3 separate regions of the Mus musculus genome follow, and regions 1 and 3 are each linked to region 2. A link is a contact called in public ChIA-PET and promoter capture Hi-C data. All regions are on one chromosome and are shown on one strand. Each heading gives the region's core, a stretch centred on a gene start, on an enhancer-like site or on the middle of the called end of the contact. The rest is flanking DNA. Distances are from core to core; before and after follow the strand shown. Region 1 overlaps Skap1 (src family associated phosphoprotein 1). Region 2 holds the start of Skap1 (src family associated phosphoprotein 1). Region 3 overlaps Skap1 (src family associated phosphoprotein 1).

What was found. Promoter capture Hi-C pulls out the DNA fragments that hold promoters and counts their contacts. ChIA-PET counts read pairs in DNA pulled down with a chosen protein or histone mark.
Region 1: a promoter capture Hi-C map of embryonic stem cells shows a contact between it and region 2. The contact joins the enhancer-like site here to the promoter of Skap1 in region 2. A contact is called at or near these places in 7 of 39 promoter capture datasets (the C10 cell line, the HPC-7 cell line, embryonic stem cells and 3 more) and 2 of 115 datasets of contacts at active chromatin or transcription factors (both in embryonic stem cells).
Region 3: an RNA polymerase II ChIA-PET map of memory CD8 T cells shows a contact between it and region 2, with 25 read pairs. The contact joins the enhancer-like site here to the promoter of Skap1 in region 2. A contact is called at or near these places in 2 of 39 promoter capture datasets (both in embryonic stem cells), 1 of 484 Hi-C or Micro-C datasets (nephron progenitors), 2 of 115 datasets of contacts at active chromatin or transcription factors (embryonic stem cells and memory CD8 T cells) and 1 of 9 other capture datasets (embryonic stem cells).

The regions. Positions count from the first base shown.
Region 1 is chr11:96,710,352-96,715,073 of GRCm38.p6, forward strand. Skap1 (src family associated phosphoprotein 1) reads left to right here. Exons shown (of 12, transcript NM_001177899.1): 8 at 509-572; 9 at 2,666-2,851. Among named protein-coding and RNA genes, the nearest start is that of Snx11, 65 kb to the right of the region's middle. Within about 2 kb of position 3,095, at least 21 of the 459 cell types and tissues checked have an H3K27ac peak or open chromatin away from gene starts, as enhancers often do. A contact at or near this core is called in embryonic stem cells and stem cell-derived epiblast-like cells, where this site is marked.
Region 2 is chr11:96,460,916-96,465,903 of GRCm38.p6, forward strand. It overlaps Skap1 (src family associated phosphoprotein 1), which reads left to right and starts at 3,676. Exons shown (of 12, transcript NM_001177899.1): 1 at 3,676-3,835. The coding sequence starts at 3,790. Gm11529 (predicted gene 11529) reads right to left here and starts at 3,632. Exons shown (of 3, transcript NR_033524.1): 1 at 3,174-3,632; 2 at 2,656-2,700.
Region 3 is chr11:96,664,489-96,669,457 of GRCm38.p6, forward strand. All of the region lies in intron 4 of Skap1 (src family associated phosphoprotein 1), which reads left to right. Among named protein-coding and RNA genes, the nearest start is that of Snx11, 110 kb to the right of the region's middle. Within about 2 kb of position 2,698, at least 44 of the 459 cell types and tissues checked have an H3K27ac peak or open chromatin away from gene starts, as enhancers often do. A contact at or near this core is called in embryonic stem cells and memory CD8 T cells, where this site is marked.

The DNA of each region.
Region 1 (4,722 bases), core at 1,845-4,344, 250 kb after region 2:
AGGCCTCGAACTCAGAAATCCACCTGCCTCTGCCTCCCAAGTGCTGGGATTAAAGGCTTGCGCTACCACGCCCAGCTAAAATCTTTAAAAAAGAAAAGAAAAACAAATCTCCCTGCTGCCAAAGACCTCTCCCTTGTAGTATTCTAGTCTCACATCTATGGCACTTTGCTTCTCTTTCTATAAACTTTTCCCCAACAAATCCATGATAAAGACGTAATCGAGTGAGTGGGTATACATGGACATCAACATCTCGACTTAAAGAGCTGTTCTCTCTGGTGTGTGAAATTGCTGAAGGCACAGCGCGGCTGTGTGAGGTGTCTTGGTGGTTTTGTTTGTTTGTTTGTTTTCTGAATGATAAGAAAACAGAGAACTCTGAGCACCGAGCTCAATTCTGAAACTCAGAAACTCGGAGCCTCTTATTCTGATACTCAGGTTCCTTTGAGTCTATCTAGCAGGAGTCGTGAGCACTTTTTGTGATGGATACATTGATCCTCTTGTTTTTCTCTAGTTTACAGCTTCTAGTCCAGCTGAAGCCAGAGACTGGGTGGATCAAATAAGTTTCTTGTTAAAAGGTAAGAGGCACCACTTCAAAACTACATGCTATGGGAGTGGGCTGGCAGGTGAAGTTGTATTTTGAGAGTTTAAGCTAAAAGTTTCTCTAAGTGTTTTTTTCCTGGCTCTCTTACCTACCCTACGTGGCCTTTAAATATAACAACAAATAGTATCCTGTAAGAATGGGAAGAAAAGGCGTCAGGTCACCTCTGATGTCATAGCTCACCCACTGACACCATGTAGACAAGCCACTAATCGTCATTTGGGAAAGATTCAGAAAGCTGCTTAGCTAAGTGTCCTCTCCCCACTTCACCCCTTTTATCTGCAAAGGTAATCCTGCATAGTAATCGTCATGTCATTGAGATCCAAGTCCTTCCTCTCCTGTTTTCCCTTTCTGTTAAAAAGTTGAGTTTTAAACTCATCTAGGTGGCTGTCAGGGACACTGGACATTAAAAATAAATGGTCGTTTCCCAAGCCACAATAAAATGTACCTTGCCTTGGGAATGGCAAGAGCCCTGCCTGAAGAGGTTAAAGGCTGTTCTTAGAGTACCCTCTGCTGGCCAGCCAGAAGGCCTGGTGCAGCAGCCACAATGGCCCAGGAAGCCTTCCCCTGAGAGTGACCAAACAGGTAGATTTGGCCTAAGAGGACCTTCATACACCATCATACGAGCCTCAGTAAGATGCAAGAACACCAACTCCGTACGTGGCCCATGTCTCAAGGAGAAACACAATCCACCTAAAAACACCAAGCTTTCTCATCACGGTTTATTATTCTGCCGTAAGATTTTATGGTGGATAAAAAAGAAGAAAGCGCCCCAGCCTTAATTACAAGAATTGCCTCTTTTCCTCAGTTATACCTCTGCTATCACAAAAACAAACTACTGCGTGCACCAGCAGCATCCCATATAATAGGCTGGAGCTAGGCAGACACGGGCGTTGATGGTGAGGCTACAGGGTACACTCTCATCTAGGTGCCTAGGATTTATGCGTGTAATATACCCCTAAGTGTATAAACCTCAATAAAACTCAAAGCAGCTTTATTGAGCTGTACCCTGTGGTACTTTCAGAATCTCACATTGAAGAAATTATTCATTCCATTTTATTTTAAAACAAACAAAATAATAACATATGGTTTCAGCCGCAAATGTGCCTTTGATCCTTTCCTCCTATGAAGTCGCCGGAATTCAGATGAAATTTGTTGGGAAATCTTTATTAAAAGCCTAATCAAGCCAAGCAGTTTTATTGTGCTTCGAAATGAACCGTTCCTGTCTCTCCATCCTTCCTGTCCCCAGAGTATGCTCAGTGTGCTCGCTGGGTCCTGCAGCGGCCCCTCGGTGGTGGGGTGGGGGTGGGGGTGGGGGTTCCGGGAGCACACTGAAGGCAGAGAACAAGCTTCCCATCCCCCTATCAGAATTGAAACCAATCTTTCTCCCCGCCCTGGTGCTCACCAGTGCGGTAATGGCTGAACACCCCCTCCTCAGTGACCCACTTTGAGGTCATCCAGGCCGCAAAAGGACATGGTAACTGTGCTGTTTGGCCATTCCGTCTGGTCACACCACGGTTGTGTTTTCCCGTGCCCCCATTTCTTTTCTTCTGCTGCTTTTCCTCATTTGTTTTTCTTCCCTCTCCACGAACAAATTTGTCTGAATTCCACAGTGAGACCACCGGGAAATGAACGTCTGAGAGCTCAGACTCCGCCATATTGCCTGGGCTCTGTCACCCTGGCCAACTTGGAGCCATCGCTCACCGATCCGGTTTTCTGCTTGGCGAGCAGAGCATAGGACACAGGCAATGCCTCGCCTGGCCTATTTTCTTCCTTTCACCTTGCGTTTCCGTTCCCATACCCATACTTTTCTGGGCTGCTTCATCCTGACCACGTTTTATTGCCAGGGAGGATTTATGTTGGTGGGTTAAACCTGATGCAGTGACGGGCTGGCCTTTTCTGTAGATTTCCTGCCACTGAGGCCCGCATTAGAAATAACAGCCCTTAACCTAGTGTTTCATTTTCTCCTGACATGTTTTATTCTCATCCCTCCTCCTCTCTCACCTCCTCCTTTCCTATACTTCTTTTTTTTTCTATCTTTATTCATTCTTATCTTTGCTCCCGCTGCAGATCTTAGCTCCTTAACCATTCCCTTCGAAGAGGAGGAGGAGGAAGAGGAGGAAGAAGAGAAAGAAGAGGAAGAAATGTACAATGACGTCGATGGCTTTGACTCCCCAAGGTCTGGCTCCCAGTGCAGAGCCATGGCCTTGCCTGAGCCTACTGAGAAAGAGGAGGACATTTATGAAGTCCTACCAGGTAAGATACATCACCGGCTAACTACCCACCTCCTGCTGCTCAGAAAAACAACAACAAAAACAAAAAACTCTTGACATGCGAAAGAACGAAACAGCCCCCAAAGTTATCCCTATTCAAGGTTCACTGTCTGAAGGAGATGGTGTAAAAAGCCCGGTGACTCTGCCTTGTTCTGGGAACAAGATGAAATCCTCTTTCAGCGGTACCACGTGACGTGACGTCACTTGTTCTTGAGCCATGAAGGTTAAAGGCTAGAGACCACTCCCTCTGTTTCTCATTGGCTAGCTGTGAGTTTGGGGGTGCGTTCTCATAACTCTCTAGCCCTGGCTTACTTTCTGTAGAATCTGGAGAAGGATAAAGCATTGTCTCAAAGGTACGGAGGATTTCCAAAGTCTGGATTGTGCAGATGCCAACAATGGTCTTGATACAGTAAAACTCTGATAGAACACACCTCATCATCGCCCAGAGTCAAATCTCATCTCCTCAGAGTAAGCCTACCCTGCCTCGCCTCTCCCCGTGCTGGGGCCGGTTGACTCTGGAGCCCTCCCCTTCACAAGGCAGGCTCACTAGCATCTCAGAAAACGCACAGTCATCACTGTTCCCGCAGAGCCACTTCTGGTGGGAATCCAGCAGCTGGTGAACAGTACAGAACACAGTGGGGGTCAGACTGGAAAGCCGGAGCCTGAGCCTTTTAATTGTGAGGTATTTAGACAATGGGAAAGCTGAATCTTCAAGTCCATTCAGGAAGCGCTCCTGTGGAAATTTGCCAGGAGTTTAGTACTCTGCTAAGAAATTCAAATTAAGCCAAAATTTATAGCAATTTAAGCCTGCATCCCAGATGAACCTGGAAACTAAGGTGAACCCAACACTTAGGCCCCAGAAGACAGGGCCCCTTGCTAAAAGCATTATCAGTAAATAATTGCATCTCAAGGCTTCCTAAGAGGAGGACCCAGCCTTCTTAAGTAGGTATTCCCTATTTGTCTCTTGCCTGAGAGACAAGCGACGTCATTGCTCTCTGAGTCAAGTTGCAAGTCTGTGTGTCCTCAAAGCCCCACCAAGAAGTGTTCAATCCTCCTCAGTCCTCCAGCCTCTGCCAGACTCCACTTCCCCTGGCGGCGGCGGCGGTGGTGGTGGTTGTTGTTGTTGTTGTTGTTGTTGTGTTTTATTATGCAAATGATATCTTGGTTGAGGTCGAGCCATTTCTTGTGTCTGAAGTTAAAAAAAAAATGATAATTTCCTCAGCAAGTCATCGTCGTTAATGAAGTTTTACAAAAACAGATACAACCAAAGGAAAATAAAATTTCACAGGTGATAAATTTTTCCAATTTCCCTGGCAGAATTCGATAGGATTGTTAAATTAAGAGTGAAGGTGTCTGTTAGGAAGCAACGAGCGGTGATGGGTAATTTTATAGAGTGGAAAATTGAATCAAATTGCTACATTAAAACAGAGCTCCTCCGAGAATCTTCCTCCACAGCCTGTGCCATTGCAACAGCAGGGTGCAGAAAGCGATCTAATTCACCACACTCCCTAAAAGGAGATGCTCTCCCCAGCTTGGCCAGGATCTTCCTAGAGAGCTCACGCCAGCCCAGGTTCGGGGAAAGAGCCGGATGAGGCTTCACCTGAGGTTCCAACGATCTCCAAGCCACTCTGCCTTCTGGGCTGCAGAGAAAAGCTATGTGATGCCCAAAGAAGCCAGGGAGGATGAAACTGATGCTGGGGGGGGGGGGGGGAGTGAAGGAGAGAGACCGCAGGAAACAGGATGGGATTCCTTACTCTGGGTCAGAAGGAAGGACTGTACCACCAGCTTCTGAGTGACCAAGTTCATCCTGCCTCCTAAACACTGCTGACAAACAAGCTGAGGTCCCTAAAATGC
Region 2 (4,988 bases), core at 2,426-4,925:
TGATTGACTAAGCGATTTCCCAATCACTTCTTTCTTCCTTTATTTCTTCTGAGGTCGTATCTCACGACCCTGTCCCAGCTGTGCAGCCTCTGCTGTCCTTGAGCTTTTGACAAGCGTTGGGAGTACAGTGTGTACCACCGTGTTCAGGTATCTTGAATTTTAAATGACCCTCCTATACTCTCTGCTTGGACCTCAGTGATAACCTGATGTGGGAATATTTTCTAATATGTGTGTTACCTACCTGCCCGCCTTGCTGTTTCAAACAGCAGAGAATTTACTTACGGGTGTGAGCTGGAAAGCGTGATTATTGAAGGTGCTCGTTTGTGGGGGTGTGTATAATAATAACCCCCTAAATTGAAGGGTTCGCTAATTCGATTTAACAAAACTCCTGGTAGGTGTTGGCAGCTCTGTGCTCTAAGACCACAGATGAGACGGATGTGATGTGCCATATTGGCATCTTTGCCTTTCCTCTGCCTTCAAGGTGGCACGATTGGTGTTGGTTTCTGGGGCCTTGAAAAGTGTATAGTGAGGCCGGGTTTTGGCACCGACTTTGCGTATCATCTCTCCTTCCATATCCCTTAATGAAGTGTGCAACTCTTGTCCTCATTAAGACCCAGCATTGTCAATAAAAGAGTCAATAAACCTGGTTGATGGGGCTGGGATGGAAAGGCTGAGATGCGGCTGCAGCACATCCACGGGGCAGACGTCAGCTCTGCCATGTGTCGTGACCCAGTGTTCGGGGATCAATAACAGGCTGAGGATAAAGCCTCAGGACCTGCCCCCTGCAGTCTCCTCCCCAGACCCACCAGGCCCAGTGTGGGGCAGTGCCAGCCAGCTCCGGCTTTGCTTGCAGTTGTTCCCGACCCCTTGATGTCTAGATGCCAGATGTTCTTGTTTCTTCCTGATTGAGCCCTTTGGACACCCTCTGGATGCATACTTAGCGCCCACCTGGCAAGAGAACATGCAGACAGCATCTCCAAGTAGCCCAGAGGCCAACATGGGTTCCATTCTCTGCATCCTATGTCTGCTGACAGTATGTGATGAGTCCCAGAGGACAGGGCATGCGTATTCTGCATGCTGTGTGGCTGGACTCCATTTCTGGCTGTCCTGCCTCTCTCTAGATACCCTTATCTTATCTAATTATACAAGGAATTTTAGATTAATTTCGTGGCCTCTGCTCCCTAGGACCCCTTATCTGTGGGGGCCTTGTATTTTCACCTTGTCATTCTTTTGTTGTTTGCCTTTAAGGGGTGATGGCCAGAAGGGGATGGCATTGGAATTGGGGTGGGGGAGGGGAGAAGGGGGAAGGCAGACAGATCTGGACCGCTGCCTGTGTGTGGAGACAGCTGGCTGCTTTCTTCCATGTCAGCCACATGGTACCTAGCCACACAGAACAGGACCTGGGCAGGGACTCGCCTGCTGCCAACCTCTCCAGATCTCTTTGATATTTCCGACAGAGCAGTAAAGGACTCTTGACTATCTCGGGTGTTTTTTTTTCTTTGCCTCTCTCCACCTCCTGCAAGACTCCTTCATGTCGTTTCCATGGCTACCCCCAATCAGATTTGGCTTCCTGCGAAATTGGATTTCAAAGGAGGACAGGGCTTCAAAGGAATTTGTCCATTTAACAGAATGTCATTAGGAGTGAGGCTGCCTGCTGAACCAGGGCCCTCAGATGATTAAGGAGGGGCAGCGCTCATGTGTGGAGGCAGGCTTCTGTCTGCAATGAGGAGCCTTGATGCAACATGACAATAGCGTATTGGAAACTGCCAGTCACCAGCACACACCACCTGACTTACACCTCCCTCTACCTCCATCGCTCCCAAACCCAGTCATCCACAGGGGAAGAGATGCAAGGAGAATATCTACCTTGTGCGGTTTTGCTTCTCCCTAGGTGGCAGGAAGCCTGGGGTTCTGTCCTTTGTCAGACAACTCCTGAGCACCTACCCTATGTGACCATGCTGACCAATGTCCTTAAATAAGGGGACGGGGCACTCTGGGTTCTCTTCAGATCCTAGAAACCTGCCTTTTACTAAAGAAAGAGGGAAGGGCTGTCCTTCTTTTCCCATTGCTGGAAGAAAAATGGAGGAAGTTTGTGCACTAGAGAGGGAAGCCTACCGCCCCCCTTTTGAAGAACAGTTTTATGTTTACAAAAAGAAGCATGTGTGTGAGCCACATAGCCTCCATGTTTAAACATGCACGCACCCCAAGTGATTTTAGAGCAACTTCAGTTTTATCTGGGAGACAGCAAGGTAGGAGGCAGCCTACACCCCCTCTGGAGCCTGGAAGAGGCAGCCCAAGCCTGTCACTATAGCTTCACCCAGTAAGAAGCAACACCATGGATTTGGGTTCTCTGGTGACCCCGACCGGGTTCTATCCCTTCAGTTCAATTTATTGCAACTTATAGGTGGGTTGTGAGGCCCTGAAACCAAGACCACTCCTTCTCAGGCGTCAGGACATGCTAAAGGCCACCAAAGTCCTTAAAAGTGAGGGTTCCTAAACTTGAGACTGCATCTTCCTGGGGTGTGTGCACACACTTATTCCAGGAGACATATACACCTGCCCTGTGCCCTTCTGAACGGTTTCTTGTCTTTGCTCTGCCTTCTACATTGAGATCAATATTATCTCCACCCCCAGGCAGATTAACAAATCGCTTACCTTCCTCCCTTCATGTGTTCCAGGACCACTCCCAATCCTTCTTACCTATTATGGGGATAGAATAGAATGAGAGAGGGAGAGAGGGAGAGAGGGAGAGAGAGAGAGAGAGAGATATGCAGGGGTCACATAATTACAGATAATTTTCTACCTGCAAAGTCTCCCCACCCTTGTAAAACCCCGGAGTCTGGTATTTAATACCAACAGGCATGCGCCAGTCCTCCTCTTGCTCTTTCGTATACCGTCCATGCTGCTCTACTTTCTTCAAGGCCTGTTGTACTATAAAATACCAATCAAATAAACAACCTTTGAGTACTTGTTCACTCACAAGCGGTCCACAAAAATAACAAAGGGTTCCACGTACCACTGCCCAAGTTCGTGCTGTAGCAACATCTTTGGTACCTACTACCACCCAAACTTGATCACTGACTGGCTGTACTTTGAGCGGGGAAGGGCACAGCCCTGTGATCTCGTTGATCACTTTCTTCCTTCCTCTGTTCCGAGAAAGAGCTGTTTCCCACCTTCTCTCAGCCTTTCACCTCCAGAGGGAAGGACATTCCCTCCGTGTCTCTCCATGGGTATTGCCTCTGATGCTGAGTCTTTCAAATGTTGGCGATCGGCATTGTCGCTGGGACTCCAGATTTTAATTTCTAACCAGCAGGGCTTTCCCCGACAGTGCGCTGGATCAGAACTGAGGCACTATATCTTTGGCAAGGACCAAGCTCTTTCTTGGATTCTGCCTCTGCACCCCAGTCCAGGAACAGCCATGGCCTTTTAAACCTACAGCCCCAAGGTCAAACTGCTCAGTGTTTAGATGTTTCCGCCAAAACCTAGCCTCCAAGGCTCTTGGGAATCTAGGCAATTTTTTGGTGAGGGGCTCAAAGGGCCACGCCATTGACTTTGCGTGCCACCTCAGTGGCACCAGTGCACCTGCGCCCGGGGTCCCGGGCTCCCGCCGCCGGCTGCGCGCGCCGCTTCCTGAGCGCGCGACCGGCGGCCCCGCCCAGCGCCTCCCCCCCCCCCCCAGGCGACAGCCGAGGTACAGGTGCCTGGGGTGCAGCTCGCTGCGCCCGCCGTCCGAGCAGGCACACGTCCCTTATCCCGCCTTCTGCTGCGGCCGCCCACTCGCTTCGCCAAATGCAGGCTGTCGCCCTCCCGGAGGAGATCTGTTGGCTCCTGGAAGGTAACTAACTCCTGGTTCAGTGCCAGACCTCTGTCCTGACCCATCCCGTCCGGGAGGGCCTCTCAGTGCTGGGCTGAAGGCAAGAAAGGAGACACTAGGGTACTAGTTCTTTAGCCTGGTCACTTACCTACTATAAGTTCCAGGCTTCCAGAGTCCTTAATCCCCCAATTGTCCCCAAAGCCCTAGCCTCTCTCTCATCCTCAAGGTCCCCACCTCTCCCTTGAGTTACATATTTTCTGTTCCTTCTAGGCATCTGTATCACTTCCAGATGCATCAACACTTCCAGGTCTCTAAGGTCTTACGGGTCAGTTCATGGCCTCCCTTGACACCTTGCTTGGTCTTGAACCTGTCACCCCGGGAAATCCCTGAGGTGTGCAGTGATTAGGTCTCATCCTTCCCAGTCCTGACTCCTCACCTTGTGGAAGACCCACACCTTTCTGGGTAGACATCTCCTAGGCACACAGTAGGGCTCTGGAGATTTATGGTCTTTGGGCCAAGCCTGGTGGTTAGGGGACGTCTTATAAGTGTGAGAGTCATTTCCTAACCTGAAGACTTCTAGGGGTGTCATAAACCTCAGAGTATGGTGTCCTTCCCTTCCCTAAGTGTCCTGTTGTGATGGTTTCACCTTTAAAACTGTCCTTTACAGTTAAGGTCACACTTTCCGACACTCAACATACACTCCGAAGAGACTTCCCTGATGGACGGTATCTTGTGCTTGGCTCCCATGGTGAAAATCAGTTTTACTCATTTTCCTATGACTGCCCTTCCCTTCCTGGGAGGACAGAAACCTGGAATCTGCAGTTGCATAAGGGTCTCAAGAGGAAACCGCTCAGAATTAAGCCTTTCGGCATCCAGGCGACACATCTGACACATCGTTAACAGATGGCCTGCTTTGGGCAGGTCATGATTTTGGCAAGCTGCATTCTTTCCAGTTTCTCTCAATTTAATTGGTTTTATATCTCCATTACCTTGTTATCTTGGGTATAAATGCCTCCTAATCAAGGATTTGGCCAGTGCTTTTGGATTCTGTCTGTAGCCCTGTTTCTATTCTGGATAGCGTCTCTGTAAGAGTTGGCGGCTATGTGTTTCTTTTGAGGCGATGTTTCAAAAATCTATTTTAGAAAAAGGTTTTTATCTATTTTTGGAGTGTATT
Region 3 (4,969 bases), core at 1,448-3,947, 200 kb after region 2:
GAAACGGCTCAGCGGTTAAGAGCACTGCTCTTCCAGAGAACCTTGCTTCGATTCCCGGCACCCACATGGTGGCTCACAACTGTCTGTAACTCCAGTTCCAGAGGACCCGATACCTTCATACAGACATATTGCAGGGAAAACACCAATATACATAAGATAAAAATAAATAAATTATAAATAAGAATTATTAGTCTCCTTAAAAGAATGGGATCAGTCACTTGATAGAAGAATCGTGAAACAAGAACACTCGAATCACACTGGTGTTCTCATGTTCTTCCTCTGATATCTGCCTAACAGACAGGAAGGTGAGACCACTGGAATTCATAACTCAGCCTTCCATGTTTCCGGGATGTTATGCCTGTGTCCTGGAACACAGCCATGACTGCACTGCCTGGGAAATCTCTAGGCTGCAGTCTGGTCCCTTGGGTCAGGGACACACATATCCAGCATAGACTTCCAAGCTGCCCGCCACCCTCCCCTTTCTCAGCCATCTCTCAGAATCTAGCTTAGGTTGGGGTTGGTTTTCTTGTTCCACACACACACACACAGCCTATGAGAACCTTCTTCTGTGAGGTATGGGTATTGACTGCTACACTCACTCATATTCCTCTCTTGTGTTTATTGACTCATCTCAGATAATCACCTAGAGGTCATCTGCTCTCTTCCCCCCACCCCCCATTCCCTAGCATGGCCCCTGTACTCACAGAGCACGCCTGCTGAGTTTTGAATGAATTAGAATGGCCCCATAGTTAACTATGTGTCACCGTGACTTCATAAAGACTAGGTTAAATTGGTTAATGTTTCAATGATTAGTTATTCCCCCCCAATCTATGGGATAGTTCTACTCTTTGACTGGTGGAAACTGGCAGTTGTTTCTGTCTTTATGCTAACATCATGACCTAGTGTGGAGCGTGATCTGCAAGGCCCTCTGCTCCAGTCTCAGCCCGGTCACAGTCACAGGACAACAGGACAGTGCCATACTTTGTGCGGCATCAAATTGGAACACTTCAGGTAGGACTTGAGGAAGAACCAGGAAGGTATCCCGTCTAAGGGCTTCGCTGTGTAATTCAGAGACCTACCTCAGAGCCAGCAACCGAATACTGGTACTCACTTATGCCAGAAAGTCGCCCCAGAGATGGAGAAACCAGGGGCAGGAAGGGCCTTAAATTTCCATGTGACTATTTTTATCTTGCATAGGTCTTTCTGAGACATAAATCTGCTTCGGCGTCTCTAGACCTTTGTTGCCATAATTCAGTCTCCACTTACCGAGCAAGAATCAGCAGTTTTCAGATGCTCAAAAGCCACATAGGAATTGAGCTAAAAAGCCAGTAGCAATTTAACACTGAAAACCTTGACTCCAAACTATCTATCTTTCAAGAGGATATTTGGAGATGTATTAAAAATATTCTTCTACTCCGTCCGGCATGGTAGCGTATGCCTGTAACCCCAGCACTTGGGAGGCTGTGGCCAGATTAAGAGTTCCAAGCAAAGCTGGGCTTCCTAGTGAAACGCTGTCTCAAAATAAAAGATTTTAGAGATGTGTCCTGGTTTAGCTAATTATATTTCTGAGCCTAAAAGCAAACTCAAATAAAACATAGCAAACCTAGGGTATTTCATTTAGATTTTTTTTGAATGTATCCTCTTAGAGGCAAGAAGAATAAAGTGTACAGGGGAAAAGAATCAGTGTGGTAGGGGAGAAACTTCTAGAGTTTGTTATCATCTAAAATTACTGTTGGCCCATGGCATGTTGGTACATTCTTGTAATCCCAGCACTTGGAAAGCAGAGGCAGGAGGATAAAAAGTTCAAAACCAATCTCAAGTTTGAGGTTAGTCTGAGCCATGCAAGACCCTATCTCCAAACAAAAATAATTTTAAAATTACAAATAAATAACTAATATTAATTTAATATAAATTATATACTATAAATTCAAATAATAAAATTAATACTAATTTACCTTTTTTTTTTTTTTTAAAGAATAACTCTTTTTGGCCAGGCATGGTTGCATATCTCTGTGAGTTCAAGGGCCAGTCCAATCTACATAGCAAGAGCTCCAGGCCCACTAGGGATACATAGAGAAACTCTGCCTAAAAACTCTCCACTTTTTTTTTTTGAGGCAGGGTCTCTCATTGAACTACACCTCACTCAACAACACAAGCAGGCTCCAGGGGTTCTTCTGTCTCTCTTCTAGCAGCATCAACTTACAGAAGTTTGTGTGGGGCTAATGGCCAACCCCAGGGCCTCAGGCTTGCTGGGTAAACACTGTCTGTACCCGCTGAACCATATCCCCAGCCCTTCTACTTCTTTTTAAGGCTTCTTTTATGTGGATGAGTGTTTTTCCTGTGTGCACCATGTGAGTGCCTGGTGTCCAACGAGGTGAATATGGAGTGTGTGCATGCTTGTGTGAGACTTCGAGTAGCCACCAGAGTGTACAAACAAGTATTTGCATGCCTGAGAAGACCAAAGGAGGGCATCAGGTGTCCTGTTCTATCCTTCCCCACCTTGTCTCCTTGATAGGGCGGCTCTCACTGAGCCCAGAACCTCCTGGTTTGGTTTGGTTTGGTCTGGTCTGGTCTGGTCTGGTCTGGTCTGGTCTGGTCTGGTTTGGTTTGGTTTGGGTTTCCCTGGGCTGCCTGGCCAGTGAGCCCTAGTGATCTCCTGTCTCCACCCCAACCCTCAGATTGAGGTGACAGCACAGGAAGCCACGCCCAGGTTTTAAACTTGGGTCTTCCTGTTCTTAGAGCAAGCACTTTCCCACTGAGCCTGCCCCCTTGCTTCTGTTTTAGAGACAGACGCTCACTATGTTTCTGATGTGGAATCTGGCCCAGGCTAGCCTAGAACTCAGGAGCCACTTGCTTCAACCTCCCCCTGAAATTATAAATATGTCATCACACCCAGCCCTCAGCTAGTTTCCTTACTAGCCATTCCGGTTCCACAGTTAAAGTTTAACATCCTACTCTAGAAACCGTTTTCTGATGTTCAATTTAAATAGTTCCTGACTTAATTGAAATCTATGTCTTCTCACTGCACACACAGAATGGCTGGCCAGTTTGCTCCCCCCTCACAAAACCTTTACTATAATGCACCGTACCATACTTGATCAGTTAAGCCAAATTGCTGCTTAGACTTACAAGCTCCAGGCCAAAAAAAAAAAAAAAAAAAAACCACAATTTCTTTTGAATTGTATTTATAATTGTTTCTCTGAAACTAATTTTTTTGTCTAATTCTGCAGGAAATTTCAATTAGGGAGAAATTGCCTTAGTCACTCTTCTTGCCTTTCCTAGTATTTCAGAAGTTGACGCACCTCGGTTACTAACAGTTTGCATGAAGAATCACTCTGTGGGTTGTAATTGTAGTAAATTGCAGACGGAACGATGTGCTATCATAAATGTGGAGCTCAGTTAATTTTGATGACGTGAACACATGTAATCCTCATGTGGGTGCGAGAAGCCACCCCTAACCCTCTTCTTCCCAATCCTTCTCTCCAAAGGTAACTGACTTCCCTTCCCAAGTTAACTCTGTGGCCCGTGACCCTCGTGTGCAGAGCCACATTATAGGTACTTCATACTCCTGGATTCCTCCAGGGGGGATTTTATGGATGTGGGTCAGACAAGGCCCTGCATGGGACATTACGTTCTCCAGCTACATAGCCCACATATCCATTGTGTTTCTCGTCTCCTACACAAACGTTTGAGTTGTTCTGGCTTTGGGGAGAAGAGGGCTTGCTGTGAATACCCCAGCCCTCTCTGCCGGTGTCCACTGTGCTGACCTTTGCGTTGGGTACTCACTCAGGGTTGGCACGGCTGGGCAGAGAGGCCACTGTATGTCTAGCTTTAACAGATTCTGCGGCTTTCCAAAGGGGTCCTTCTAACTGTGCCCCATCAAATCCATTCTCCGTCCTCACCAACACGTGGCCTTGTGGGTTTTCCTTAATTGTAGCAATTCTGTTGGGTGACAATGGTGGTTTCTTCCATTGAAATAAAGCCACGTGGAGTCAGTCTGGGGGGATCACTAGGTTTCCTACTGCCATTTTGTATCTGCCACTGGGTCACAGGAACCTCCGCCCTGGAAGGAACTCAGTGGCAACCACAGTCCTCGTTCGCATGACTTTGAACTGTTATCTGTGGCTGGTGGATTCTAGCCAGAGCAGACTGAGAAGCAGAAAAGCCAGATAACCTTTTGTTGTTCATTAAGGACCCACTTAGCTTACTATGGAGTTGCAGCAGAAAGCCTAGAAAGGCAGGTCGTGACTTTGTGGCTATACAATGCTAATCTCATCAATAATAGTTCTAAAGAGGGAAAAAAAAAACAGAATTTAAATAACTGAGTGACGATAGACGCAATAGATTCAGGATAGCCATACTTGGTTTTGCATACGTACCTGACTGACATGACCCCATTCTCCATAACCTAAACATGGAGTTTTCCTGGAAGCTGAAATTGAGGAGAGGAAGGTTAACTGTCTTGGGGTTTGGGGAAAGTACAAACCTGTAAATAGTCATATTGGAAGCAGTTGGGCTGAGCTGGTACTGCGCTTGGGGCCAGATGTCCAGGTTTCCAAAGGAACTCTTCTCCCTTGTCGGCAAACACTTAAGCTCAGCAACCAGGTTTTTCTATACCAGTGAGAAATAAACAAGACAGCTGGGTTGTTTTAATCAAATGTCAGACTCTTCATACTTCCCACTTTCAGTGGGTCTGCCTGCCTGACATTAAAGCAAAGTTTTCAATAAACACAGAGAGACAAACACCACTCAAGCAGCCTGATGCTACAGAGGGGACTCTCTCCACTAGAAATCTGTCTGGGGTCTGTTTTGTCAAGAGGTAGAAGGAAGGAAGGAAGGAAGGAAGGAAGGAAGGAAGGAAGGAAGGAAGGAAGGAACTCTACTGATGACTCCAGAGACTCGCAAATTAAACACATGCAATTAGACAAATACTAATAGGAAATTGGATTATATGCTTTTTCCAAAAGGT